Regions from separate parts of the Mus musculus genome. Here all the other regions are linked to region 3. The links are chromatin contacts, called in public HiChIP or PLAC-seq and promoter capture Hi-C maps. All regions are on one chromosome and are shown on one strand. Each heading gives the region's core, a stretch centred on a gene start, on an enhancer-like site or on the middle of the called end of the contact. The rest is flanking DNA. Distances are from core to core; before and after follow the strand shown. Region 1 holds the start of Snta1 (syntrophin, acidic 1). Region 2 holds the start of Zfp341 (zinc finger protein 341). Region 3 holds the start of Trp53inp2 (transformation related protein 53 inducible nuclear protein 2). Region 4 has its middle 12 kb from the start of Gm14216. Region 5 holds the start of 9030607L20Rik (a long non-coding RNA gene). Region 6 holds the start of Cbfa2t2 (CBFA2/RUNX1 translocation partner 2). Region 7 holds the start of Chmp4b (charged multivesicular body protein 4B).

Region 1 (3,671 bases), core at 973-3,472, 970 kb after region 3:
CACACACACGCATGCACACACACGCACAGGACACATACTTTTCTGTTTCTACACTTTTCTCCTTCTCTGCTAGCTGCTTGGTATACAGACACCTACTTGCCCACTTCCCCTTTCCTCAGTTCTGTCCACAGAGAACATTCCCTAGGGGAGGAGCTCTCTACTAAGGTTTCTTCCCAGAAAGTCTGTCTGGGCTTCATTAAGCAGGACAATACGTGGGGGGACTTTTAAGGATCTAATTCTAGAATTGGTCTTGGGAAAGGGCCTCAGTTCCTGGTGATTCTCTCTCTCTCTCTCTCTCTCTCTCTCTCTCTCTCTCTCTCTCTCTCTCTCTCTCTCTTTCTCTGTGTAGCCCCAGCTGTCCTGGAGCTCACTCTGTAAACCATGCTGGCCTCAATCTTATAGATTTACCTGCCTCTGCCCTCTGAGTGCTGGGATCAAAGGTGTGTACCACCGCTACCACCTGTTGCTGTATTTTAAAAATTTAAAACAGGGTCTCACTCAGTTGCCCAGGCTGGCCTTGAATTTGTGATTCTCTGCTTCAGCCTTTCTGAGTATCTGAGATTACAGATCTTCCTTAGTAGGCCTAGCTTGTCCTTCAATATTTAACTTAAAGTCTGGAGTTCAATTCCAAGCATACATATAGCAGCTCAAAACTATTTTTAACTCTTGTTTCTGGAATCTGGTGTCCTCTTCTGGCCCTCGAGGACTATATGTGGAGCACAGATACGCATAAAGGCAAAACATCAATCCACAAAGAAATTAAAATAATTTAAAAAGTATAACCTGGAACTTGCTATGAACTATAGTTCGTCTAGAATTAATCATGATCCTTCTGCCTCAGTCTCCAGAATGCTGTGATTGCAAATGGATGGCATCTTGCTTAGTTCGATAAGTGCTCCGTGAGTGAAGAGTGAAATTATCTCCTGTTGCTATGCATGCAGGGCAAGGGAGTAGGAGGGATGTGAGCCTGGAAGCCAGAAAGACCCAGGTTAGAAGAGAGGTCTGCTTTTAGTACTCATGTGTCTCAGTTATGCAGGGTTTACCCAAGGCACAAATGATAGCATAGATCAGCCAGCTCATGTGTCATGCAAACACAGAATAAGTGACATACATGTATTGCATATATATATATATATATATATATATATATATATATATATAAAATCATATGTCATTTTATTTATTTTCACTATTTTTGTGTGCATGGGTGTACTTGTTTGCAATGTGAATACAGGTTCCCAAGGAAACTAGTGGTGTCAGATCTCCATGGAGCTGGAGTTACAAGTGGTTGTGAGCTGCCCAATGTGCATGCTGTGAATTTTACTCTGCTCCACTGTAAGAGCAGCCCATGCTCTCTCTCTCTTTCTCTCTCTCTCTTCTGGTTTTTTGAGACAGGGTTTCTCTGTGTAGCCCTGGCTGTCCCGAAACTCACTCTGTAGACCAGGCTGGCCTCAAACTCAGAAATCCGCCTGCCTCTGCCTCCCAAGTGCTGGGATTAAAGGCGTGTACCACCACGCCCGGCTTTTTTTTTTTTTTTTTTTTTTTTCAGCCCATGCTCTTAACCGCTGAGCCTTCTATCTCTTTATGTCTTTTCACTTTTATTTTTATTTTTTAAAGGCAGGGTCTCATGTAGCCTAGACTGGACTCAAACTTGCAGACCCTTCAGCCTCTACCTTCAAGTGATGGGACCAAACCCTCAAAGGAGTGGCATTTCTCCTCCTGGTGGGTGGGTAGGCTTACCTCTTTAGAGGCTGCACCCTTAAGCTGAGTCAGGCCCACAGACTGTTACTGGTACCCTCTCCCCATGGCTCACAAAACGTGAGAAACCATCTTCCTTAGCTCGTTTGCCAGTTAACTCTGTCTGCAAAGTCCCTGGAGCCTATGGTCCTGACACAGGCAGCCCTACCCCAGGATCCTTGATTCTTTTTCTTGTCCTTCAGCTTCCACGAGCTACGGTCCAATCCTCGACGGCGCACAGAACTGGATCCTTGTGTTGCCCCATCCATAGAATCCGGCCCCTTTATGTTCCGCAGAGCGCCCCACCCTCAACCTCCTCTAACTGTGGCCGTGAGGGAACGCGGTTCTGACCCACTCCCAAGTGATCCCGCTGCACATCTTTAGTTTACCGGGTAGCGTCTCTTCAGTCACTCCCGGGGCCCCGCCCCCGTTAGCCCCGCCCCCGACAGCCTGTCCTCCGAAGCTCCGCCCCCGAGGCCGGGGTAGGGTGGCGACTGGCTCTGCTGCCCCGCCGCCCTCTGCCCTGGGCGCTGGGTCGGAGCGGGCCGGGTACGGCGGGACCGGGCGAGCGCAGTGTACTGGGACTTCGAGGCGAAGATGGCGTCAGGCAGGCGCGCTCCGCGCACCGGGTTGCTGGAACTGCGCTGCGGGGCGGGCTCCGGGGCGGGTGGCGAGCGGTGGCAGCGGGTGTTGCTCTCTCTGGCGGAGGACGCGCTGACCGTGAGTCCCGCCGACGGCGAGCCCGGCCCGGAGCCGGAGCCCGCGCAGCTCAACGGCGCCGCTGAGCCCGGCGCGGCGCCCCCACAGCTGCCAGAAGCGCTGCTGCTCCAGCGGCGCCGCGTGACGGTGCGCAAGGCCGACGCCGGCGGGCTGGGCATCAGCATCAAGGGTAGGTGTGGGGCACCCAGGGCACGGGGTCGTGTTGTCTGTGCTGCTGCGGAGCGCTCAGGGGTCATGGGGGCTGGTAAACGAAAACCTGTCTAGGGCGGAAAGGAGTCTCCGGGGGAGGAAGGAACAGAGTGAGGGAAGAGCACCAAGGTCGGAAGGGGCTTGGGGAGTTCAGGTGACTCAGAAGACACAAGTGTGGAAGGATGGGGGGGCGCACCAAGGACATTGGTGCTTAGTTCTGTTTTGAAGCAAAATGGTAGCTATGGGTACCAAGGGCAGGAGGGTCCCCGGGAAGACTGACAGGGGCGGGGGCGGCGGTGAAAGGAAAGGGACTTGAGGCCTGGGACACTGCTAGAACAAGAAGGAGGTGGAAGTCATGAGACACAACCTAGGCAGACTGGTAAAGGCCTGGAGTCTGGGAGCCCAATGTGGGTGCCAGAGATGGGTAGGAGGCACAGGCATTAGCAGAGAAGGGGCCAGTAAGGACCTAGACATCTTGGGCTTCAGAGGCTGTTTGCCTATGCTGGGAGTCCTGATGGCTAGGGTTGAGTCTCCTCATCTGCCCATTTGTACATGAACAGGTACATGGAGAGAGTGAACCCAGAGTTGCCATTCCTTCCTGAGAATTCTTAGTTTCCAAGACTGACAAGTGTTTGGCATGATCTCAATCTCATGTATGCCAGGCTAGACACATGGTCACTATGTAGCAGAGGAGAACACTGAATATAATCTTCCTATTTCCACCTCCAGAGTGTTGGGATTACTGGGCTCTGCTGCTAAAATAGGTTTATGTTGTGCTGGGGATCAAGCCTAGAGCTTTATAGATGCCAAGCAAGCACTTTACCGACTGACTCCTTCCCTAACTCATTTAGGCTGCCATTGGAGTTCTAGAACTGTGAACTTCCACAAGTCACTTCCCATTTCTGAGTCTGTTTTGGTAACTTTACAATGAGGATGTTTCTGAGAGCAGGGCTTGCCGGCATGTGTGAGAGAAAAAGAGGCCAGGAGGGACTCTCAAAGCAACTAAACGCGGTGCTTAAAAATCT
Region 2 (3,653 bases), core at 1,098-3,597, 770 kb after region 3:
GAAAAACAAAAAAAAATTTTTTTTCAAGATAAAATATTGGGCCTGTGAGATGGGTTCACACAGTGGGTGAAGGCACTTGGCAAGTTGAGTTTGGCTTCTAGGACCTACTGACTCCTGCAAGTTGTTCTCTGACCTCCACATGCATGCTGTGACCTAAGTATGCACACATACAGACCATACATATAAAAAAAGGTCGAAAACATAAAGCCCTTAATTAAACGTTCCACCCTCCGCTCCTTTCCCTTCTGGTGAAGTCCATCAGTACAAGCCGGGCACACTGCCCTTCCTTCCTTCCTTCCCATCAAGGCCCCTGGTGCGCTCCCGGAATCTTCCCTCACCCCACTGCTTCCTTCCTGACATTTCTAGACTTTTGGCAAATCTAACCTATTCTGCTTCCCAAATATATCTGGGATCCACCCTCTCCAGCCGCTTGGCCGAGCTCCTTACACTCCCTGCTGCCCTTCACCATACCCCCCCCCCCCCCGCATTCCCCAGAAGCCGGGGTGAACTTTATAAAACATACATCAGATGATGTGGCTCCCCTGATGAAAACCTTTTTTTAGCACCACACTGATCCCAAGATAAAGTTCAGAAGCCTCATCAGATCTGAGGAGGGCTTTTCTCAAGCCGCTCCGCTACACTGCACCGGGAATTATGGGAAATCTTGTTCTCCCTGGCTTCCACCACCTGGTCCTTCCGATGCCCTTTTATTTGGATCGCCACACACCTGCTGTTCTTCTCGTAGAAATTTTATTTATTTTGGTCCTGGGGACCTTTCAAGGCCAGTGAAACTACACTTCTCGAATCCTATTTAATTTTTTCTTTAGCTAATACACAAGCATATGCTTGTACGAAACGTTTAAACAATGCAATACCCCACTGTCCTCCAAAGGGAATGAACACCCACGACCTGACCACACGCAATACCCCACTGTCCTCCAAAAGGGAACGAACACCCACGACCCTGACTGACCACCCAGATCCACACCACCCCTGCTATTTTCTTCACAGAACACACCAGCTGGGGTCACCTTTGCAGTCTTCTTTTTTGAGTTCCCGTTGTTTTGTGGTTTTTCCCCCCTTTTATTTTCTGTACAATGATATTTTTAATACTTTTGAGATTATAATTTGATTAGGACATTCCGCCCTTCACTTTTCTCCCTCCAAACCTCCCATATAACCTCTCCACTCTCCTTCAAAGTCATGGCCTTTTAAAAAAAGTTGTTATTGAGTATATGTATGTACACATATATTCCTAATTGGTTTTTGAAAGTCTCATGGTGCCAAAGCTGGCCTCAAAATCCTTATGTGGCCGAGGCTAACGATCTTCCTGCCTGTCTTCCAACCGCTGGGATTATGAGCATGCACGGCAAACCCTGCCTGAGATTGCCTTCTTTTACTATTCTTTCCCACAATTCTGACGGCGGGGTGAGGTGGGGTAGTAATGAAGGAGGATGAGGACAAGTGAATCTGGCTTAGTAAGAATCACTGGATTTCTTTCAAAGGTAAGACTCAGGTGAGAGCTCATCCTCCAAGAAGCTAGTGAACTACAAGCCTTGGTTTCCTTCTGCCGGCCCGGCCCACAGATTTCCACTCGGGCTGTTCACTCCACCCTCCACCCACAAGGCTACTACTGTGTCCAACTCCTCTCCTGTCTCTAGAGCCATCCTTTGTTGTTAAACTCCAGCAGGTGCACATGGTGGCGCTCAGAGCTCCCTTTCTCCAGAGCCTGGGGCCCATGCACCACGGCGATCTTGCAGATCACAGAATCGAATCCGATTCGATCGGAGACCAGAGTAGCCCAAGCAGGCACACGCGTGCAGGGCTCAGATCGGAGCACGGTGGGTGCCCTGTGTTTACTGGTTTGGGCCGGTGGTCTCTCCCAGACTCCGCTGTGCACACAGGCGGCGCCTCCTTCTCTGCTCTGGACTTAGTAGGACTACATCCCAGCCCGGAGGCCACCGTGGGTCTCGGGACGTTCTGAGTGGTTCGGGCGCCCGACTGGGCAGCTGAGCCGCCCAGCCCTCCCGCACCGCCGTCTCTCCAGGCCCAGGCCCCCGGCTGTTTCCTGGGCGTGCACCCTCCCGCGCCGGCGGCCTCGACTGCCGCGCTGTTCCGGTCCCGAGGCCCCCTCCCCGCAGAGCCGGCGCTCCCAGGCTGTTCCCGCCCCCTCCCGCCCCGCGGCTGTTCCGGCCCGGACGCCCTCCGCCCTCCGCCCCGCGGCCTCCACGCGCCCTGGGCCCGGCGCTGCGAGGGCGCGGCGGGAGGGGGCGCCACGCGGAACAGCCGCTGCCCCGGCCCGACGCGCTCACCCTCCAGGGCCTCGAAGATCGCCTGCGCCATCTTGGAGCTGCCGCCGCCCGGGGAGTCGGAGCGGGGCTACGCAAGCATTGTGAGAACCGCGGCGGGGTCGGGGCCGCCAGGGGGCGCCCAGGAGCCGACGCCGAAGCCCCTGCCCCGGAAACAGCTTGCCCCGCTGTCCGGCCGGAGACCCAGTCCCCTAGTAGTTCCAATTCTACACAGACATACGTCCGGCGCTCGCACATCGCCTCCCAACGCGGACACCGACCCCAGTTCTTCAACACGCACCCCATGATCGCTGCACACAGTCTTCTTCAAGGTTGCAACACCAACCCACCTCACCGAGATTGTCTGTTACATGGACACCCCACACCTTGCAACTGTGCCACGCTGATTGGAAAGCAGCCTTCTCGAAGGACTCCTATCTCTGGTCTTAATTCCTCAGTTTATGTTAGATTCCCTCAGTGCTCTTCTTAACCCCAATTTCCAGCTTTGGAGGGACCTCCATTCCCATTCACACACCTCTCGACTGTGATTCTCTGAGACCCCATTTCTTTGACGACCCTATTACCATTTCAGCCATTCCTAGCTCAAACTCATAGGGAGGGGATCCACTCCCAACTTCATGTCGTCGTTTTTACATTTATTATTAATTTTGTTTTGTGTATATGGACACACATGGCATATATCTACACACAGACACACAACAAAACACATGTGTGAAGATCAGAGGACAACGTTCCGGAATCGATTCTCTTCCCTCCATCATGTGAGACCCTGGCACTGAACTCAGTCCAGCAGCAAGTGCTTTTACCAGCTGAGCCGTCTCTAAGTTTTGTTTATAATCCATGAAGTCCAATTTGAACTGCTGGTACATTATATTGATCAGTGTGTCAGTGTGGGGTCATCCACTGGAACATGGTTTATCAGGGACTACATATACACTTAGAGGACTTTCTCTCCCAAGACAGACCTCTGGGGATTTGTGAGGTCCTCATCCATGCATTCTGGAATGATGACTGGCTTGATCCTGTGCAGGTGGAGAAAGCTACAGCTGGTCTGAGTTTGCAAGTGCTGTAGCCCTGCCATTTCCAAGACACGATTTCACCCCAGGCCTCCCCAAACTCTGGCTCTTATATCTTTCCACCCCGACATTCACCATGATGCCTGAGTCTTGGAAAGAGGAAAAGATGAGATAGAAGTCCTACTGTGGCTAAACACTCTACTGACACTTTAACTAGTTGTGAGTTTCTGACTTAACTGTCCTCTGTTGCACAAAGTTCTGTAATGCTGGCTCACTTAATAGTCTCACTTAATAGTGTCAGCTGCCCTGAGTGTGTGGGGCTCGAAGA
Region 3 (3,653 bases), core at 682-3,181:
GATCCCTTGAGGATAAACACAAGCTTTGGACCAAGATCCAAGCCTTCAAACCCAAGCCTCCTTCCCTGGACCAAGACAACAAGTCTCCTGTTTTAGGGATGGTGATATCAAATTGGGAACATGAATCTACCCAATAAAGCTATAGCTTAGTGGTGGTGTGGCAATGCAGAATACATACAATCAGAAAAACCTCAACAGGTAATATCCAAAAATATAATACACAGGAAACAGGGAAATCAGACACAGGCCCTGGTCTCTGGTCCCTGTAGATCTCTGGTCCCTGGCATCAAACTTTTGCATGCATTTCCCAGGGTTCACACTGTGCACCAGTCCCTGCAATGAGCCTTTTCAACTGTTGACATGTCAAGTGAGAAGCTCCCTGGTGGAGATCATACAGAAGTGAGTGACAGCCAGGAGAGATGGTAGCAACCAGCCAGCTATGACTGCCCCCCTCCTTTGACCACTAGGAGAGCCTCCTGGGTTTTCTTTCCTAGCCTGCTGGCTTCCTGGTTCTCAGATTCCTGGCTCTGCTCCAGGAAGAACCATTCCCTTAATACTACAGAGGCTGTGCCTAGAATAGCACTGGAGGCCTAAGCCAACCCTAGCCCAGGCCATTCTTGAGCGACCCTCAACCTGGGAAGGACTCCAGATCTACTTACTTGGAAAGTAAGAGACATCCTTCTGTCACTCTGGAAGCAGCCTCAGGAAACAGCATAAGCTCTGCATCACTAATGCCAGGGAAGGGTCTGGTTCTCCCAGCTGACAGCTCTGATGGGAGGCCCACAGAGGGAACTCCCAACTCCCTCTCAACAACATCTGCCCTGGAGACACCTGGAGGCAGGCAACTAGTGACTCACCTTTCTGTGGTCAAAACAGCTGGGAGACGGCCATTTATTGGGTTTTGAAGTAGAAAGAAGGCAGAGGAGGTCAGGGCCTTGTAAGAGACCCAATTTTCAGAGACCTCCTGGGAAAATGTCCAGGATCATGAAGACTGAAGCATCCCATCAAATTGTGGTTGGTGCTGAACCCAAGATAGGGTCCTCAGTAGATGTATGTAAGCATGTAGCTTATACTTCAGCTAAGGAATCTACCACTTAGTGAGTGTGATTCTAATTGGCTGAGATCTCCAGTAAACTACGTCTCTCTGAGTCTCAGTTTCCTCTTCCGTGAAGTGGGGCTTAAGACCCTCAATATTTGTAGGCTGAAAATGACATCAACTCAGGCTCTGCACACATGTCAGGGATTAGAAGGATGTTATTATGTTAGGGGGCGGAGCCTGAAGACAGAGGGGATCCGCTACCATCTGGTAGTGTCTCCAGGACCTGGAGTCTGAAGCTCCATCTACTTACCGCCCTCTCAACTTAAATCGAGCTTTGCTGTCCTACCCTCTCTCAGGTCACAAGGAAAAAACAAATGAGAGGCCTGACCCCAGTCCCTAGATTAGCCCAGGAAACCGCCGAGTCCCTTCGGATCCCGCTTGTCTTTCAGCGTCTCTTCAACCCTCGGCCGGCTGGGCACGACATAGCGCCCACCGGGTCACCAGAGGACAAGCACCCATGCAAGCCTGGAAGGCGGGGCTGGCCTTGGTGACGTCTCAATGTCATATGCAAATAAAGCAACGTCATGGCCTACCGGCTTGGAGCAACCAATAGGGAGCCAAGAACGCAGCTCCGGCTGCCGCCGGCGGAGACAGACAAAGAACGGGAGAGGGGGGCGCAGGGCGTGTCCTGGGGGTGCCCGGAGCCCCCAGCCCGGAGGTCGGGACTCACCTGGGGCCGCTGCAGCAACCGCTGCGCTGAGGTAGTTGTGCGGCCGGGCGTCCCCGGGTCGCCGGTGCTCACAACTGGAGCCGCATACCGGGGACGGGCCGAGAGACGGCGGGGCTCCCGAACGGACGCCCGGAGCTGCTGCGGCCGCTGCGCCCGGGCTCAGGGCACAAATCCGAACGCTTCAACAGCTGATTGTGACGTCACAAAGGGGCCCGCCCGCTCGCGTCAGCGGCCGTCGGGACGGCAGCCAATCACAGGCGCCGAATGCTCTTTCCCCGCCCCTCCGCGGTTTGCCAGCGGGTGGCTGTAGCCCGGGAGCTGCTCTCGGAGCCTCTGTCTGAGTGGAGGTGACGGCCCGAATTCCCTGCCCCCAGTTACCCACAGACCTCACACTGAAAGCGACCCCCCAATTCTTCCTCAAGAATCCCACCTCGCTGCTTTTTCCGCACACATCCCTGCTCCCTCACTTGCCCCAGAGCTCCGCACATCCCTTCTCCTGCATCTTAGGTGCAGGACACCCACCCCACCCACCCCCGCCGCGCTCCATCTGTAAGTCCCTTTTACCCTCCTTGTCCTTTTACCCCACTTCTCTACACTGCCCTACTTGCCTGCTCTCCCTCCTCTATGTTTTTTGTTTTCCCCGCTCCTTTTTACGGTGGGCTTGAGCGGACCTTGCCCCTTCCGCGGTTACAAAGGAGCACCTGCGAGTGTTAGAGAATTGATGGGGCTGACAGGAAATCTGGCCAGCGTAGGACTTGGAAAGAAATTGCTCTAAGCTGAATAAACATTGACCTGGAGACAGCTCGGCTTAGAACGTTTACATACCTTATTTAGTCCACGTTGCTACCGGAACAGGTCAGGGGGGAAAGAGTGACAGACAGGGCAGGGATTGTTAGTCCTGATTTACATGTGGAGAAACTGAGATTACATGTACCTGCCTTTCATCTCACCACTTGGTAGATAGAAATGGGTTCAAGAGTTTGAAAGGCAGCTTGAGCTACAGGAGACTCCGAGGGAGGGGAGGGAAAGAAGAAGGGGCACCTACGGTTGCTTCTTCCAGACTGCCAGCTGACACTGAACACTTACCATATGCCAAGCACTGTGCTGCCTTTTAATCTTTACAATAAACCCAAAAGGTAGGTAGCATCCTCCTTTTACAGTTAAAGAAACAGACCAGGAGAATCTAAGCAACTTTCCGAGGTAATTAAGGAATAGTCCTTGGCAGAGCCAGGAGTTTAACTCACAGGTACTAGCCTTGACTCTGATCACACCCTACACCAGAGGGACTGAACTCCAGGGTTCTAAAGGGAAACCTGGCTTCCAGTCCTGTGTCTCAACCTGTGTGATTTCAAGTTAAATCCTTACTATTCTGGGCCTTAGTTTATCTGTCACGCTGCCATGGATATTCACATTTAGAACTGACAGGGTTTTCCAGACCCGTCATCCTCCAAGACTCTGCCAGGTTTGTGCTCCAGGCCCCAGCTCTTGCAATGGCCTGTGAAATACTTAGGGGATTTCCATGGCTAGAGCGTCTGGGTCTCTGGAACAGAGTTGGGAGATGAGGTTCGGAGGGTTGCCCATCTGGCCAGCAGGAGCTAGTTCAGAGCTTCATGCTCTGGTGGTTTCAAGAACCCTGCCCCAGCCTGGTCAGAAAGCCATTAGGAAGGACTGAACCCTGCCCGGCAGAGGAGACAGCCAGAAAATAATACCCAGAGGCTTGAGGGGAGGTGATTAGCACAGTGCTCCTTACACTAGGGTTTCCAGGGTGCCCTCATTTGTGCAAACCTGAGCCTCTGCCTAGCACAGCCACTTCCCACTAATCCCAGACCCTCCCTTGACCTCCTTGCTGACAAACTAATCCCTAACGTGTCCCTCCTGTTACAC
Region 4 (3,258 bases), core at 6-2,505, 670 kb after region 3:
GGACTGGTCTGCAGCTGCTGAGTCATATTTGGTGTTTGCTATGGGACTGAGTGGCTGCCAACGGAGATCAAGCTCGCCCCCAAAGAACTATTGCTGAGCAGGTCCACTTCCCCCACATCCTAATAACTTTTCTCTTCCACGACCTCTGCTGGGTGGTGAGCTTGAGGAGAGGTTGAACCCTTATTAAAAGTAGGTTGCAAAAAAATTTATGCCTACAGCTCTGTTTGAAATCAGAGCCCACACTGTCTCTCACAGCCTTGGGAAATAAGAAAATTCAGGGTTCTTTATGGTTTGGGCCGGGTCAGTGGTTCTGGCTGCTTCTGAGGGTTAGAGTATAGCTGTGGAAATGGCCTTGGGAAAGGTGTAGTGGCTTTAGTCTTTTTTCTTTTCTTTTCTTTTCTTTTCTTTTCTTTTCTTTTCTCTTCTTTTGTTTTCTTTTCTTTCCTTTTATTGGATATTTTATTTATTTACATTTCAAACATTATTCCCTTTCCCAGTTTCCCCTCTGCAAGCCCTCTATCCCATCCCCCTCCCCCTGCTTCTATGAGATTGTTCCCCCACCCACCCACTCCCACCTCACCTCCCTGGCCTTCCCCTACACTAGGGAATCAAGCCTTCACAGAATCAAGGGCCTCTCTTCCCACTGATGCCAGACAATGCCATCCTCTGCTACATATGCAGCTGGAGCCATGGGTCCCTCCATGTGTACTCTGGCTGGTGATTTAGTCCCTGGGAGCTGGGGGGGTAGAGGGGTTGGTTGGTTGATATTGTTATTCCTCCTATGGGGTTGTAAAACCCCTTCAGCTCCTTCAGTCCTTTCCCTAACTCCTTCATCAGGGACCCAGTGCTCAGTCCAATGGTTGGCTTTCAGCATCCACCTCTATATTTGTCAGGCTCTGACAGAGCCTCTCAGGAGACAGCCATATCAGGCTCCCTTCAGCAAGCACTTCTTGGCATCCGCTATAGTGTCTGGGTTTGGTGTCTGCATATGGGATGGATCCCCAGGTGGGGCAGTCTCTGGATGGCCTTTGCTTCAGTCTCTGCTCCACACTTTGTCCCCGTATTTCCTTAGACAGGAGTCATTCTAGGTTAAAAATTTGGAGATGAGTGGGTGCCCCCCCCAAACCGGGGAGGCTCCCAGGACCCAGTGGGAATGAGATTAGCTGAAATGCCTAACAAAGGGGAGGGAGACCCTGTAGAGACCGTATCTAGAGGCTTTAGTCCTTTCTCTGTTACTTCCTCAGACTGCAAGCTGCAGGCCACAGCTCCAGCAGCAGGGCTGCCCAGAACTTCCCACTTAATTAAAAAATAAAATCAAGGAAAGACAACTTTTTATTACACTTCCCTAATAGTGGAAAATAGTTTCAGGCATAAAAAAGGCATTCAGCTGGCTACTTCCCAGGCGTCAAAAATTAACAGCCACTACATTTTATTCCGAGGAATTAATGGAAATTTTTACATGGTGGTGTAAAATGCAGGGGACAAAATGAAGGACATGATTCTTCAGGGCAGAGCTCAGCCCCTGGCTTATGGCTGGGTTTGGCTCTCTGCTCTGAGCTAGCATCTCAGGTAGGGTATAGGAGCCTGGAGAAAAAATCTAGGGGGGGGATTGCGGACAGCTTTGGGGGGAGGGGAGCCCAGCGCTGACCCCTGGAGTCAGCAACTTCCTTACACATCTCTTCTCTGGGGTAATGGCTGCTGGTGGTGGCTTCTGGGCCAGGAGCCCTGAGACCAGTTCCTGTTTCTGCAAATTGAAACAAGAGACCGGCTGTTCTCAGGACCCTAATATCAAACTTGGTCATTGTTCTCCATTGTGAATCCAAACAAGAACCTGGGCTTTGGAGCTGAGTGGGTCTGCCCTTGAACATCAGCTCAGACCCATATCATCCTCACATTAAGCAGGTCATCTCCTGGGCCTCGGTTCCTACCTCTGTAAGATGGGGACAGTTGCACAGTACTTTTGGGGTGACTATTTAAAGAAGACGTCAGTATGTCCTGTTTTGTTTTATTTCTGGCTCTGAGGCCTCTGAGAGAACTCCAGAATGCGCACACATAAGGCCCACTCCCCTCCCACCCCGCTTCATTCGACTGGAGAGATGGCTCAGCGGTTAAGAGCACTGTCTGGAATTGAGCTTCCGGCGCAAGGGTCACGGACAAAATGGTGCTCCCAGTTCAGGTCTCTCCACTCTTCAAGTTCGGCCGGTACTCAGCTCTGATCCTCGGCCTGGCATAGGGCGCCAAGCACTACGGTTACCACCACCACCCACCACCCCACCCTACCCCCGGCAGAGGAGGAGGGAAGAGCAGCAGAGAAAGAGACTAGTTGAGTTGAAATGAATTGAGAGAGAACTGGCCCAAGATGACAGCATTCTCAAGTGAGGCATCAGTGAGCTTGCTTTCTCTCTTGAGGATGAAGAAAGCTTCTTTGTGTGTGTGTGTGTGTGTGTGTGTGTGTGTGTGTGTGTGTGTGTGTGTGTGTCGTGTGTCCAGGGGTGGGGGAAGAGGGGAAGCGCTGTCTGCTCTTCCAGAGGTCCTGAGTTCGATCGCCAGTAGCTCACAACCATCTGTGATGGGATCTGATGCCCTCTTCTGGCACGCAGGAGTACATGCAGATAGAGCACTTATACATGTAGGAAGGAAGGAAGGAAGGGAGGGAGGGAGGAAAGGAGGGAGACAACTTCATTCTCAGCTCAATGATGAGCCACGGATACTGTACCAAATCCTCTATGGGCCAGGAGAAGGCAAGAGGCAGTGTATCACTGCCAGCAGTCAGAGCCCACTTTGAAGCCAATGCTACAACCCTCCCTGGAAATGGGGACCTGCAGGGAATAAGAGACTTTGTAACATACTAGCATTGGGGAGGGTGGTACTGATTCCACTGTTACATTCTTGACTATGTTTTTCCTAAACATCTTTCTGAACCCAAATTTTAAAAGTTTAATTCTATATTTATTATTTGGGGGGGGGGGTGGTGGTGGCTGCAAGTGTCACAGCATTCCTGTGGATAAAGCAACTTTGTGGTGTCACCTGTAAGGGTTCTGGAGAGAGGATTTAGATCCCCGTGTTTGTACACGTATCCACGGTGCCATCTCCCCAGCTCCAAATTCTATTTACATTTCAAATATGGATGTTTTAATTATGTGACAATGAGCTTGTCAGAGGCCCTACACTGGAGCCCCATCTCCCCAGGGCTTCTGTCCACTCACAGCTTCAGTGTCCCTTGCCCCTCTCCTCCGAGGCTTCTGTTGGCCAAAACAG
Region 5 (3,267 bases), core at 605-3,104, 710 kb after region 3:
AGCACTTGGGAGGCAGAGCCAGGTGGAGCTCTGTGAGTTCAAGGGCAGCCTAGTCTACAGAACAAGTTCCAGGACAGCCAGGACTACCCAGAGAAGCTATCTATTTATCTATCTCTATCTCTCAAAAAAACAAAACAAAACAAAACAAACAAACAAAAAACAAAAACCGAAAGAAAAAAAAAAAGAAAGAGAAGAGAAGAGAAAAAAGGAAAAGAAAGGACAGAAGGAAGCGGCAAGCACGGCGCTCTTTCCCTTACAAGTCAGGCCCTGGGCTTAGATGCCTTAGCCTGGACTGGGACAGAAGCAAACTGCCCGCCCATGGTTTCCGTTCCCAGGCTGGGATGTGCTGTTTCTCTTCCAACTAGCTTTTCTTCCTCGCTTCCAGCTGAATCCATGCCAACAGAAGCCCCCTTCTGCCTGAGCAAGCATGAGAGCGCCCTGGCAACGGAGATAACAACAGAGCTGGGGGCTGGGACGCTGCGTGGAAGTAGGGAAAGAGGAATGTCGGCAGAAAACGCTTCCAGTGTACAACTGTTACAAGAGACCAAACTAACAAGGCCTTTCCGAGTCACAGGGAGAGGGCTGCAGAGACAGACACATTCCCCTGTCCAAAAGACAGCAGGCTAACCAGGGGAGGGGGGGAAAGACTTTCTTCTGGGAAGACAGCCTTGTGCTTGATTGGTCTGTTCAAAAATAGGGCAAAAACCTCAGAGCCCTGATGCTTGTCTTCCTTTTACTCTGCATGCAGCTTAAATAGAATATGTACCCCGAGGAGCAGGCAATGTCCCACTCCCTCAGGATCCTCGGTACACAGCAAGTGCTCAGAGACACTCATGCATAGGAAGTTGAAGCCCTGGGCTCAGAGCTCAGCAGATCCTGACTGGTTACCACTGAAGGAGGGGGCCTAGGGGCAGAACCCCGGTCTCCTGCTTTCCCTACAAGCCCAGCTTGATCTAGGAGACAACACCTGAGCAGGACAATAAGCCGGACAATAACAGGAGAAATGAGACAGACAACAGTTTCCTATGAACAGACCCCTTAAAGCCCCAGCCTTAGCAAACAGACCGCTTCCCTATGCACAGTCCGGTAGGCCTGTTAGCCACAGAGCTCAAAAGCTCCGGTTTGTAGTGATTGGCTAGTCATGAACACATGATCCCAGCAGCCAATCAGAATTCTTTTGAGTTTTCAATCTGCGAAGGGAGATCACGAGGTAGGAAGAATTTACAGGAACAAAACTATTAACCATACTGGCCATCTAGTCAATGAGTAGACTTACAAGGGAGTCAAAAAAACGGTGATAACTGGCAGAAGAGAGCCCAGCCCCACCCTGCCCTTTCCCACAGTCATCGAGTCAGTAAACCCTTTGGCTGCGGAGTAACCAATGCCAGCCCCTATAACAAGAGTAGCAATGGCTCTGCTTGTAATCCCCATATTCAGAGGTGGAAGCAGAGGACTCTCTTGATTCAAGGCCATCCTCCGGAAGTTCCAAGTCGGCCTGGGGTAATGAGCCTCTGTGCCCAGGGAAAACCAAAACAACCGCACTTAGCCAGAGATGGCGCCCGAACTCCATCCCGCTCAGTCCCTCTGACTCCAGAACCTTCCACTACTGCATCACATTTTGAGAAGGAACTCATCTTAACGACAGGAAGGAGCCAAACATAAGAACAGTTTTACTTAAGAGTAAACACGGGAGGACTGGAGAGATGGCTCAGCTTGTTAAGATCAGGGCTGCTCTTCCAATGGACCTGGATTCAACTCTCAGCACCTGCATGGTGGCTGACATCCACTTGTAATTCCAGTTCCAGAGGACCTGACACCCTCTTCTGGCCTGCCTGGACACCAGGCATGGTACACATGCATACATGAAAGCAAAGTATCCATATACATAAAATAAAGCAAAAAAAAAAAAAAAAAAAAAAGAGTAAACACAGGAACTGGGAGATGGCTCAGCAGTTAAAAGCACTGACTGCACTCGCACTCACAAAGGACTCACGATCAATTCCCAGACCTACAGCAGTTCACAACTGTCTAACTCCAGTTCTAGAAGACCTGACACCCTCACACAGACATACATGCAGGCAAAATGCCCATGCTCATAAAAAATTTTTTAAAATAAAAATAGTAAAGGGAGCAGTTTAACAACGTAAGTGTACTTAATGTCACAGAGCTGTCACTACATGCTAAAATGATGAGTTTTATCTTCTGTGTTATATACATTTTTGTTTTGTTTTGTTTTTCGAGACAGGGTTTCTCTGTATAGCCCTGGCTGCCCTGGAGCTCACTTTGTAGACCAGGCTGGCCTCGAACTCAGAAATCCGCCTGCCTCTGCCTCCCGAGTGCTGGGATTAAAGGCATGCGCCACCACGCCCGGCATATATACATTTTTTACCACAACTAAAACACAGAACCGGTGGCTGGAGATGTAGCTCAGTTGACAGATTATTTGCCTAGTGTTTGCAAAGTTCTGGGTCCCATCCCAGCACTTCAAAAATCAGATGTGGTGGCACATGCTTATAACCCCAGCCCTGGGAAAGAGGCAAGGGGTGATCGATCAGAAGCTCCCATTCCATGCTGGCCACATTCCAAGTTTGAGACAGGAAAGCATTCGAATGGCACGGGCAAATCCCTGGGTTCAGTCTCCAGCACTAAAAGCAACAGCAGACTGGTCATGAGCCCACTACCTGCTCATCCCTGGAGACACAGCAGATAAGATGTGTCATGTATGTGACATGTCATGTATGTGAGGCAACAATTGGAGGACAGGTGTTAAAGTGCACAGAATCATCAAAACCTGAAATACTGTTTAAAAATAATCTCTGTTCCCTGGAGCAAGTCACAACAGTGTAGGCCAAAATCCAGTGGTGCAGGAAAGAATGCAGGGTAGGGAGTGATCAGGAAGTAGGCGTTCTGATCGAGCACAACACATTGCCCCACAGTCACAGCTCTTAGGAGGCAAAGTCAGGAGATGATCATGGGTTCTAGGGCAGCATGAGCTAGGCAAGATCCTGTCTCAAATACAGGCAGGAGTGCTGAAGATACAGCTGTTAGACTGCTGGGTTCTGGTTCCTGGACTGCATAAATTGAGCACTGTCTCAAAAAACAAGGGGCTCTGTGAGTAAAGACTAATGATGTAAGTTCAATTCCCCCGGACCTATACAACACAAGACAGAACAGCTGACTCCACAGTTGTCCTCTGACCTCCACAGATGCAATATGGCATATGATAATGTATATATATATATATATATCATACATACATAACAATAT
Region 6 (3,529 bases), core at 701-3,200, 950 kb after region 3:
TCTGAAAATAAAAAGGGCTGGGGATACAGATCAGCATGGTACATAAAGCACAAGGCCCTGAGTGCAATCCCCAATACTGCTTTAAGTAAATGAATTTAAATTCGGGTAAAAGTTTCTTCCACTTTTCTTCTGTTTGTTTCGTTGTTGTTGTTGTTTTTTGGTTTTTTGAGACAGGGTTTCTCTGTATAGCCCTGGCTGTCCTGGAGCTCACTGTGTAAACCAGGCTGGCCTGGAACTCAGAAATCCGCCTGCCTCTGCCTCCAGAGTGCTGGGATTAAAGGCGAGCGCCTCTCTTCCACTTTTCTTATATATGATACCATCAAACCTAAGGGTTACTTGTCTCCCTTCAGAAGACCATTGAGAGCAGCAACAGCACACTTAACTACAGAAGGCATTGGTGGGAAAATCTAGTTTGTATCTTTTTCCATTCAATTTGGAATGAGAGCCCAAGAAAAAGGCTGTATGAATCCTCCGCTATAACTGCTGAACTGAAGAGCAAAGAGGGGAGGGGCTAAAAGCTCTCAAGAGGCCTCATTTTATCCTTGCACAACGGACATCCTGCAACACCTGATGTTAGCTTTTATTCATTTTTTTGTTTTATTTTTAGGGTTTTGTTGTTGTTTTTGTTATTTTGTTTTGTTTGGGGCAGGGTGCCACAATGTAACCCTGGCTGGCCTGTATAGATCAGGCTGACCTCAAACTCAGCCTCCAACGTGCCTCAAATACCTGTTTTTAGACTGTCACCTGGCATAGACAAAGAAATATCCACAAAGCACGAGTCCCTCTCTTAAACTCAAATTCAGAATCTAGTCTGTCAAGTTTGTTGCCATAGTCTCTGGACTTAGAGTGATAATTTGTATTTAGATGATTTAATAAATATTAAATGAATCGAATGCAAATTGCCTGGTGCTCAAGTAATGTTGGCTATTACTGCTATTTTAATGACAATTAAATTTTTATTGTTCTTATTAAACGATGCCATCCCTCCTCCAAGGATCTTACAATTCTAGGAAGAACGTCTGTAAATGGGATAGCGAAATGGAGGTAAGAATAAAAACACAACTGAGTCACATAGTAGGACTAGTCAAAGACAATATTAAACAAACTAACAAAACACAACCAGACGCCAACTTCGGACTTTTCCGAGGAACACACATAACAAACTGTGATTACGATAGTGAGTTTTCACACTTGAGTATGATGTGCAACTGTGTGTTCAGGGGATTTTACTGGATTCACTAAACCCTACTACAGAGCATTCAGAGTACGTTCCTCACAACCCATTTTTCAGATCGAGCAACTGAGACTTTTGGAGCGCCAAGGTCACAGCCTACTCGCGAGGGAGCCAGGACATGAACCCAAAGCAGTCCGACCCCAGAGCCTACATTCAACAGGGCCCTCCGGAATATCAGCCCGGCATCCTCCAACATCTACCACTCGTCGCTCCAATTCCGGCGTGTTTCCCGGGACCGGACTTTCAGCCCCGATGCCGCGAAAACAAAACAATACTTCTCTCGCGGACAGTCCATAGGGCGCCCGCCAGGCCTGAGCTCCAAGGCCGCTCCACACAGTCCTGCTCAGCACCCGGAGCCGCGAGCCCCACAGGAAGCGCCGGGATAGCCCCGAGGGCCCCGGAAGGCCGGGGAGCCGCATGACCTTGGATCCAGTGCCCCAATCCCGGCCTCAGTTTCCCTGCCCAGGCCTCCCGCCGGGGGGCCTCTGCAAAGCCTCCCGCCTATGGAGCAGCAGGCCCCTCAACACACACCCCTCAGCCGTCCGCCTTCCCGCCCCACTTACGTTGGAAGGCGGCCGCTCCAGGGACGCCCACCATCGCGGAGCGCAGTCTGTCGCGAGCGCCGCTCGCTTCGACCCTCTGCCTGAGCCCTCCGCAGGCGCAGGCCGGGACCTGCACCCGCCGAACTCGCCCGCACCAGCGCCGCCGCCGCCGCTGCCGCCGCCGCCGTTAGGCCGCGCGCCGCCCCGCCCCCAGACAGCCCCGGCACGCCCCCGCCGCGCGCTCCCGCGCGCAGACCAACGCACGCGGAAGACGGGCCCGAGGGCGCTCACGCGAAGCACCGCCTCCTGACCTGGCCCGCCCCTTCCGCGCCAGGCTGCGTCCTATCCTGGAGCGGCCTGCACTTCGACCCGCCTCCCGCGCGCTATGCGTGGCCGCAGGGAGCCGCCCTTCTCCGAGCTCCAGACTTCCGGATGTGGCCTGGGCGGCAACCTAGGAACGGGGGCGGAGTCCCGGGGCGGGGCTTCGGGGAGGGACGTTTCAGGTGCAGGCCTTGTAACGCTTTGACGGTTGTATTGGGTGTTAAAATTGTTCTTTCCTCCTTTTACTTATTTGTTTTTACATTGACTTATTGCATATGTGTGCGTGTATATGTTTGAGGGAGTCCAACGCATGTATGTGAATGTCAGAGAACAAGTCGGGAGCAGGCTCTCCTTTCACCCTGTGGATCCAGCAGGTCAAATTTCGGGCATCAAGTTTGTTTGACAGCAAGCATCTTTGCCAAATTAGCTATCTCGCAGATTTCTACATCTTTTGCGGCTATAGGAATCTAAATGTTTAAAACAACTAGCTGTCATTACTGATTTCTGTATCAGATCAAGGGGCTTTGTGGGGTTTGTCTGTGTTTGTGAGGAGGGGCACGTGTATGTGCAGGGGTTTTTTTGTTGTTGGTGGTGGTTTTTTGACACAGTCTCACTTGTAGCTCTAGCTGTCCTGGAACTCACAGATAATCTATCTACCTAACTCTACCTCCCAAGTGCTTGGGACTAAAGGCCTGAACTACCAGGCCTGGTTAAGTGCAGGTTTATTTTGGTTTGTTGAAACAATGTCATAATGTACATTTGGCTATTCTGAACTCACTGACCTACACCAGGTTAGCCTTGAACCTTAAGCTATACTTCTAAGTCTATCTCCCAAAGCTGTGTCTATAACACCAGCAGGCCTCACAAAAAGTTGTTTCTGAAAAGGGCCTATTTTGTATGTCTAGCTGGGCTGGAACACACAGTGTAGCCACAAAAGCCTGGAACTCTCACACATCCTCCTCCCGTGGCCTCCCAAGTGCTGGGATTGTAAGCAAGAGTCACTAGCCTGTCTTCAACAGCTGCTTTTATACACTCTGCAATTAACCATCTCAGTACCAAATACAGTTTCTCCCCTTTTCTACACATTCGCTAGAGTCTCTCCCACTGGGTTGTCCACCTATTTCTGTTAGCAAACTCAAAACATAAATCCTCCGAGCAACCCAAGAAAGTACTCTGATCCTAGCATGAGTTCTCTGCCATTCTGTCTCTCAAAGATTCAAAATCAGGAACTATAACTAAAATGAAGCCAGCCTGGCATAGTGGCACAGACCTGTAATCCCACCCTAGGGAAACTAGCAAAATAACTGCCAACCCAAAGCCAGCCAGGGCCACATAGTGAGACTGTCTCAATACAACAAGGTCAGGCATGGTGGGTCACACCTGTACTTCCAGCATTGTTGGTAAACGCAGGACATCAGTTCAAGGTTGCCCT
Region 7 (3,693 bases), core at 1,161-3,660, 720 kb after region 3:
CCTCCACTCCACAGTGAGGAAACAAACCTCCAACATGCAGACTGGCAAAATCCAGGACTCTAATTACCACTGGTGAAAAGAGGGTCCTGATTAAGGCAGAGCTGTCAGAGAAAAGGGCTGATTAGAGAACACAGCCCCGTCCGTTCTTCTCCACAGCTCTAACTGGTGTCCGGTCCACAGATGGATGCCTGCACCTTCCCTACATGCCCTTCCCACTCTCCAGACACAGCCAGATGCTTAAAACTCTAACCAGTGATTAGGACTGGCTTCAGAACACCCTTCAAAAGCTTTCCATCCACTTAGAATTCAAACTCTGATGTTAGCAATTCAAGGCCCACCCCTCCCTTCGCTTCCCCCACTCTCCCTTCAACCACTAGAAAGATACAGAGATCTTTCAACCTCTTAAAGCAGGCCAACTTCCCAGCCATTCCTCTGCTATTCTCCCAACCAAGAAAAATCCCCCCAAAGCTGGGTACTTCAAAAGGCCGCAGTTCAAACTTGAACTTTTCAAAGATGTTACCCTGACCATCCTACCAAGACAGCACCCTACTCTATCACTATGACCCCACTTCTTAGTCGTAATTAGTGCTCATCACTAACATCTCCAAATTGGTTAGTTTCTTCATGTAGTGTCTCCCCTACCCCCACCATCTTCCTTTTTGAGACAGTATCTCTCTTGTTGGCCATCTGGGCCTTCAGACTGCTCTGTAAACACGGATGACCTTGGCCCTCCTGCCTCCACCTCCCAGGTCTGAGCTTACAGGCTTTCAGGGACATGCACGGCTAGTACCTTTTCTTTAAAGCAGACATTGTTTGATATCCCTCTATGAATCAGACTGGATGTCCTGGGTACTCAGAATTCCCTCAATGTTTGCTATGATATTGGCAGAGGAGCAGCCCTCAAGATAGGTTATCATTGTGATACAAAACAAGCTAATGTTTCCCATGTTAGTTAAGCCCCTACTAGTACTGGATATTATAAACACTCTTAGGAGGATAAATCCACTAAAGGTCACAGTCCCGGAAGAAATTTCCCTGGTAACCTTCTGGGTTAAATACTTGTTTGCATGATTCCTAAGCCAGCCCCCCCCCCCCACCTCTCTCTATCTCTCAACTTCGGCCCACTCTCAAGGGGTGACCTGTCACGCTATGATTCATGCTCACATTGTTGTAACAAAAACACACATGAGCATTTTGACTTTCTTTACAGTCATTCACACATTTTCACATCCATCTCACTGAAGAAAACTACAAGGTACTTCCTAGACAGTTTCGATTCCTAGACAGGAAGCAAAGAAGCTTTCAAGTTCCAATCAACAACAGGACTGGGTCAACAGAGGCAGAGTCCTCGTCATTTCTGGTTCAGGAGGAACGGGGAAGTGGTGAGTCACAAGAGGGTAAGGCTTACAACACGGAAGCTCTGAGAATCACAGGGTTATCGACATCTTAGGTCTTCCAGTGGCCAGCTCCTAGCCGGTGGATGTGGAACTCAAAACTTAACAAGTACACTCAACAAGTGAACAGACAGAGCGGGTCCCAGAGGGTCTCTTCACTCCCCAGTTCTCTTTTTTCTCCATAAAGGAAGCTTCTCAAGAAGACTCCTAAGTCAGGGGCAGAAGGCAGCTCAGACGTCACCAAGGGCTCAGGAGAGGACAGAGGTGGACCAAGAAACACATAAATGATAGGGTGGGGCAAAGAAATGAACCAAGGTGGGGGTAGAGGCAGTGGCTGGGAAGATGGGTGAGGCCAAAGAGAAAAGAATACAATGGAACAGAGTGGAACAGACTGAGCAAAGTTAAAGTGCTGTGAGATCTGGGTCAGAAGAGGCCTGCCAGGGTAGGGAGAGTTTGAAGGGAGTCTGATGATGCAAGTGAACCGGCTCAAGGAGACCCAGAAGGAGTCAGATGGAAAGGGATCCCCGGCTCGGCTGGACAACGAAAGAAGTCTGGCCGGAGAGTTCCAGAGTCGAGAGAGACCCCGAAACGAGTTAGACAAAGTGGAGTCCGGGCCTGGGGAGCCTTAGGAGAGCCAGTGGAGAGTCTGATGGGGCCCCAGCCGTCTCACCGCGTTTATTTTTGGTGCCGTGCTTCTTGGCAGCCGTCAGCTCCTGTTCGATTTTCTTCTCCAGGAACTCCTGCTTCTTGCTTAACATCTCCTCCGTGTCCCGAAGCCGCTGGATGGCCTCCTGGGGGGTCGGGCCGCCCTTGCCCGCCTTACCCCCTCCAGCCCCGAACAGCTTCCCGAACACCGACATGGTTGCTGCTCGCCGCGCCGGCCTCCGGCGCCCACTCCGGCTCGGCTCGGCTCGGCTCGGCTCGGCTCCCGCGCCCACTCCCGGCCTGCCGCTCCCCGCAGCCGCAGGCCTCGCCTCCACCTCCGCCCCGCAGCTGGGCCCGGCCGCGCCACCTCCCACAGGCCCCCACGCCCGGGCCCGGCCGGCGTCAGGGCAACGCGCCGCTGACTACAGCTCCCAGAGCACCACGCGCCCGCAGCCCCTCGAGTCTAAGGGAGGACCGCGCGCTGCAAGCCGGGAGTCTGAGTTTTCCGGCTCCTGGCGTACTATGGCGCATCTTTTTAGTCTCGCAGAGGTCAAAGGGCAATGTGGCATGCTGGAAAATGTAGTCTCTTTGGAATGTGTTCCGTAGAGATGAAAGACCAGGAAGAGAAGAAATAACTATTACAAAAAGAGGGGTTCGTTGTGCTGGTCCGTGATAGAACCCTGGACCTAATTCACAGCACGGGAAGTAATAGTGATAACAACATCACTCATTTTCTATGATCTCTGGAACATAGTACTTTACAATCATAATCACATTTGATTCTTAAAGCAGTTTACAACAGATAATGCTGTTCCTATTTTGTGTGTCTGTTTTGGAACCAGACTTTCATGTAGCCTAAGCTGGCCTTGAAGTTCCTAAGGATCAGAGGCTGGCCTGTCTCTGCCTCTGAAGTGTTGGATCTGTGCTGTTCCTAATTTATATGTCAGTGAATCAAGCCCAGGAAACTGGCTGTCTAACTAGCTTACTTTACCAGACCGGTCAGTTCTCTCTACTTGGATGAGCTGTCATTCTCTTTATTCACCTAAGAGACCTTCTGAAACCTAAAATAGACTAACCACCTTGGCAGTGTAATTCAACAGCAAAGCTTCAAAATCAGCCTCGAATATTCATTTAGATACTTACTTCCTCTTGCTTTCCAAAGCTGTAAATTTGAAATTGTCACAAGTCCTCTTAAAAGAGTTTGTAAGTGAGATAGGAATATAAAGGGCCCAGCTGACTACAGGCACTCAAATAAAGATGTGTGTTTTAAACAGGACTTGGCAATTCATGCCTATAATCTCACATCTTTTGAAAGGCTGAGATAAGAGGGCTGCCATGTGGTGGCACATGCCTTTAATCCCAGAGGCAAAGGCAGAGGCAGGTAGATTTCTGAGTTATAGGCCAGCCTAGTCTACAGACTGAGTTCCAGGACAGCCAGGGCTATACAGAGAAACCCTGACTTGAAAAAACCTCCTGAATGTAATTGTATTTCTGGCACTGAAAAAAAAAAAAGAAAGAAAGAAAGAAAGAAAGAAAGAAAGAAAGAAAAAGAAAAAACCTCCTGTCTGTTTGAGTTCTGACCTGCTTTCATGATGATCAATGATATGGAAGTATAAGCTCAGTAAACCATTTCCTCCCCGAGTTGCTTTGGTCA

What was found. Promoter capture Hi-C pulls out the DNA fragments that hold promoters and counts their contacts. HiChIP or PLAC-seq counts read pairs in DNA pulled down with a chosen protein or histone mark. Capture Hi-C pulls out chosen DNA fragments and counts their contacts.
Region 1: a contact with region 3 is called in an H3K27ac HiChIP or PLAC-seq map of embryonic stem cells, with 3 times the contacts expected there. The contact joins the promoter of Snta1 here to the promoter of Trp53inp2 in region 3. A contact is called at or near these places in 1 of 39 promoter capture datasets (pre-B cells) and 1 of 115 datasets of contacts at active chromatin or transcription factors (embryonic stem cells).
Region 2: a contact with region 3 is called in an H3K27ac HiChIP or PLAC-seq map of T-cell acute lymphoblastic leukemia, with 2.4 times the contacts expected there. The contact joins the promoter of Zfp341 here to the promoter of Trp53inp2 in region 3. A contact is called at or near these places in 1 of 484 Hi-C or Micro-C datasets (CD4 T cells) and 2 of 115 datasets of contacts at active chromatin or transcription factors (T-cell acute lymphoblastic leukemia and memory CD8 T cells).
Region 4: an H3K27ac HiChIP or PLAC-seq map of microglia shows a contact between it and region 3, with 5 times the contacts expected there. The contact joins the enhancer-like site here to the promoter of Trp53inp2 in region 3. A contact is called at or near these places in 1 of 39 promoter capture datasets (maxillary cranial neural crest), 1 of 484 Hi-C or Micro-C datasets (embryonic stem cells), 2 of 115 datasets of contacts at active chromatin or transcription factors (embryonic stem cells and microglia) and 1 of 9 other capture datasets (embryonic stem cells).
Region 5: a promoter capture Hi-C map of liver shows a contact between it and region 3, with 2.3 times the contacts expected there. The contact joins the promoter of 9030607L20Rik here to the promoter of Trp53inp2 in region 3. A contact is called at or near these places in 1 of 39 promoter capture datasets (embryonic stem cells), 1 of 115 datasets of contacts at active chromatin or transcription factors (embryonic stem cells) and 1 of 9 other capture datasets (liver).
Region 6: an H3K27ac HiChIP or PLAC-seq map of large pre-B cells shows a contact between it and region 3, with 4 times the contacts expected there. The contact joins the promoter of Cbfa2t2 here to the promoter of Trp53inp2 in region 3. A contact is called at or near these places in 2 of 115 datasets of contacts at active chromatin or transcription factors (embryonic stem cells and large pre-B cells).
Region 7: a promoter capture Hi-C map of pre-B cells shows a contact between it and region 3, with 5 times the contacts expected there. The contact joins the promoter of Chmp4b here to the promoter of Trp53inp2 in region 3. A contact is called at or near these places in 9 of 39 promoter capture datasets (the 3T3-L1 cell line, frontonasal cranial neural crest, hematopoietic stem and progenitor cells and 6 more) and 2 of 115 datasets of contacts at active chromatin or transcription factors (memory CD8 T cells and pancreatic cancer cells).

The regions. Positions count from the first base shown.
Region 1 is chr2:154,406,635-154,410,305 of GRCm38.p6, reverse strand. It overlaps Snta1 (syntrophin, acidic 1), which reads left to right and starts at 2,222. Exons shown (of 8, transcript NM_009228.2): 1 at 2,222-2,626. The coding sequence starts at 2,335.
Region 2 is chr2:154,612,062-154,615,714 of GRCm38.p6, reverse strand. Zfp341 (zinc finger protein 341) reads right to left here and starts at 2,347. Exons shown (of 15, transcript NM_199304.1): 1 at 2,313-2,347. The coding sequence starts at 2,343.
Region 3 is chr2:155,380,134-155,383,786 of GRCm38.p6, reverse strand. It overlaps Trp53inp2 (transformation related protein 53 inducible nuclear protein 2), which reads right to left and starts at 1,931. Exons shown (of 4, transcript NM_178111.3): 1 at 1,770-1,931.
Region 4 is chr2:154,712,623-154,715,880 of GRCm38.p6, reverse strand. It overlaps the pseudogene Gm14215. Among named protein-coding and RNA genes, the nearest start is that of Gm14216, 12 kb to the left of the region's middle. Within about 2 kb of position 1,255, at least 18 of the 459 cell types and tissues checked have an H3K27ac peak or open chromatin away from gene starts, as enhancers often do. A contact at or near this core is called in microglia, where this site is marked.
Region 5 is chr2:154,675,126-154,678,392 of GRCm38.p6, reverse strand. It overlaps 9030607L20Rik (a long non-coding RNA gene), which reads right to left and starts at 1,854. Exons shown (of 2, transcript XR_866878.2): 1 at 1-1,854. The region is part of intron 1 of Chmp4b (charged multivesicular body protein 4B); the gene reads right to left.
Region 6 is chr2:154,434,905-154,438,433 of GRCm38.p6, reverse strand. Cbfa2t2 (CBFA2/RUNX1 translocation partner 2) reads right to left here and starts at 1,950. Exons shown (of 11, transcript NM_172860.2): 1 at 1,798-1,950. The coding sequence starts at 1,831.
Region 7 is chr2:154,655,743-154,659,435 of GRCm38.p6, reverse strand. Chmp4b (charged multivesicular body protein 4B) reads right to left here and starts at 2,410. Exons shown (of 5, transcript NM_029362.3): 1 at 2,065-2,410. The coding sequence starts at 2,254.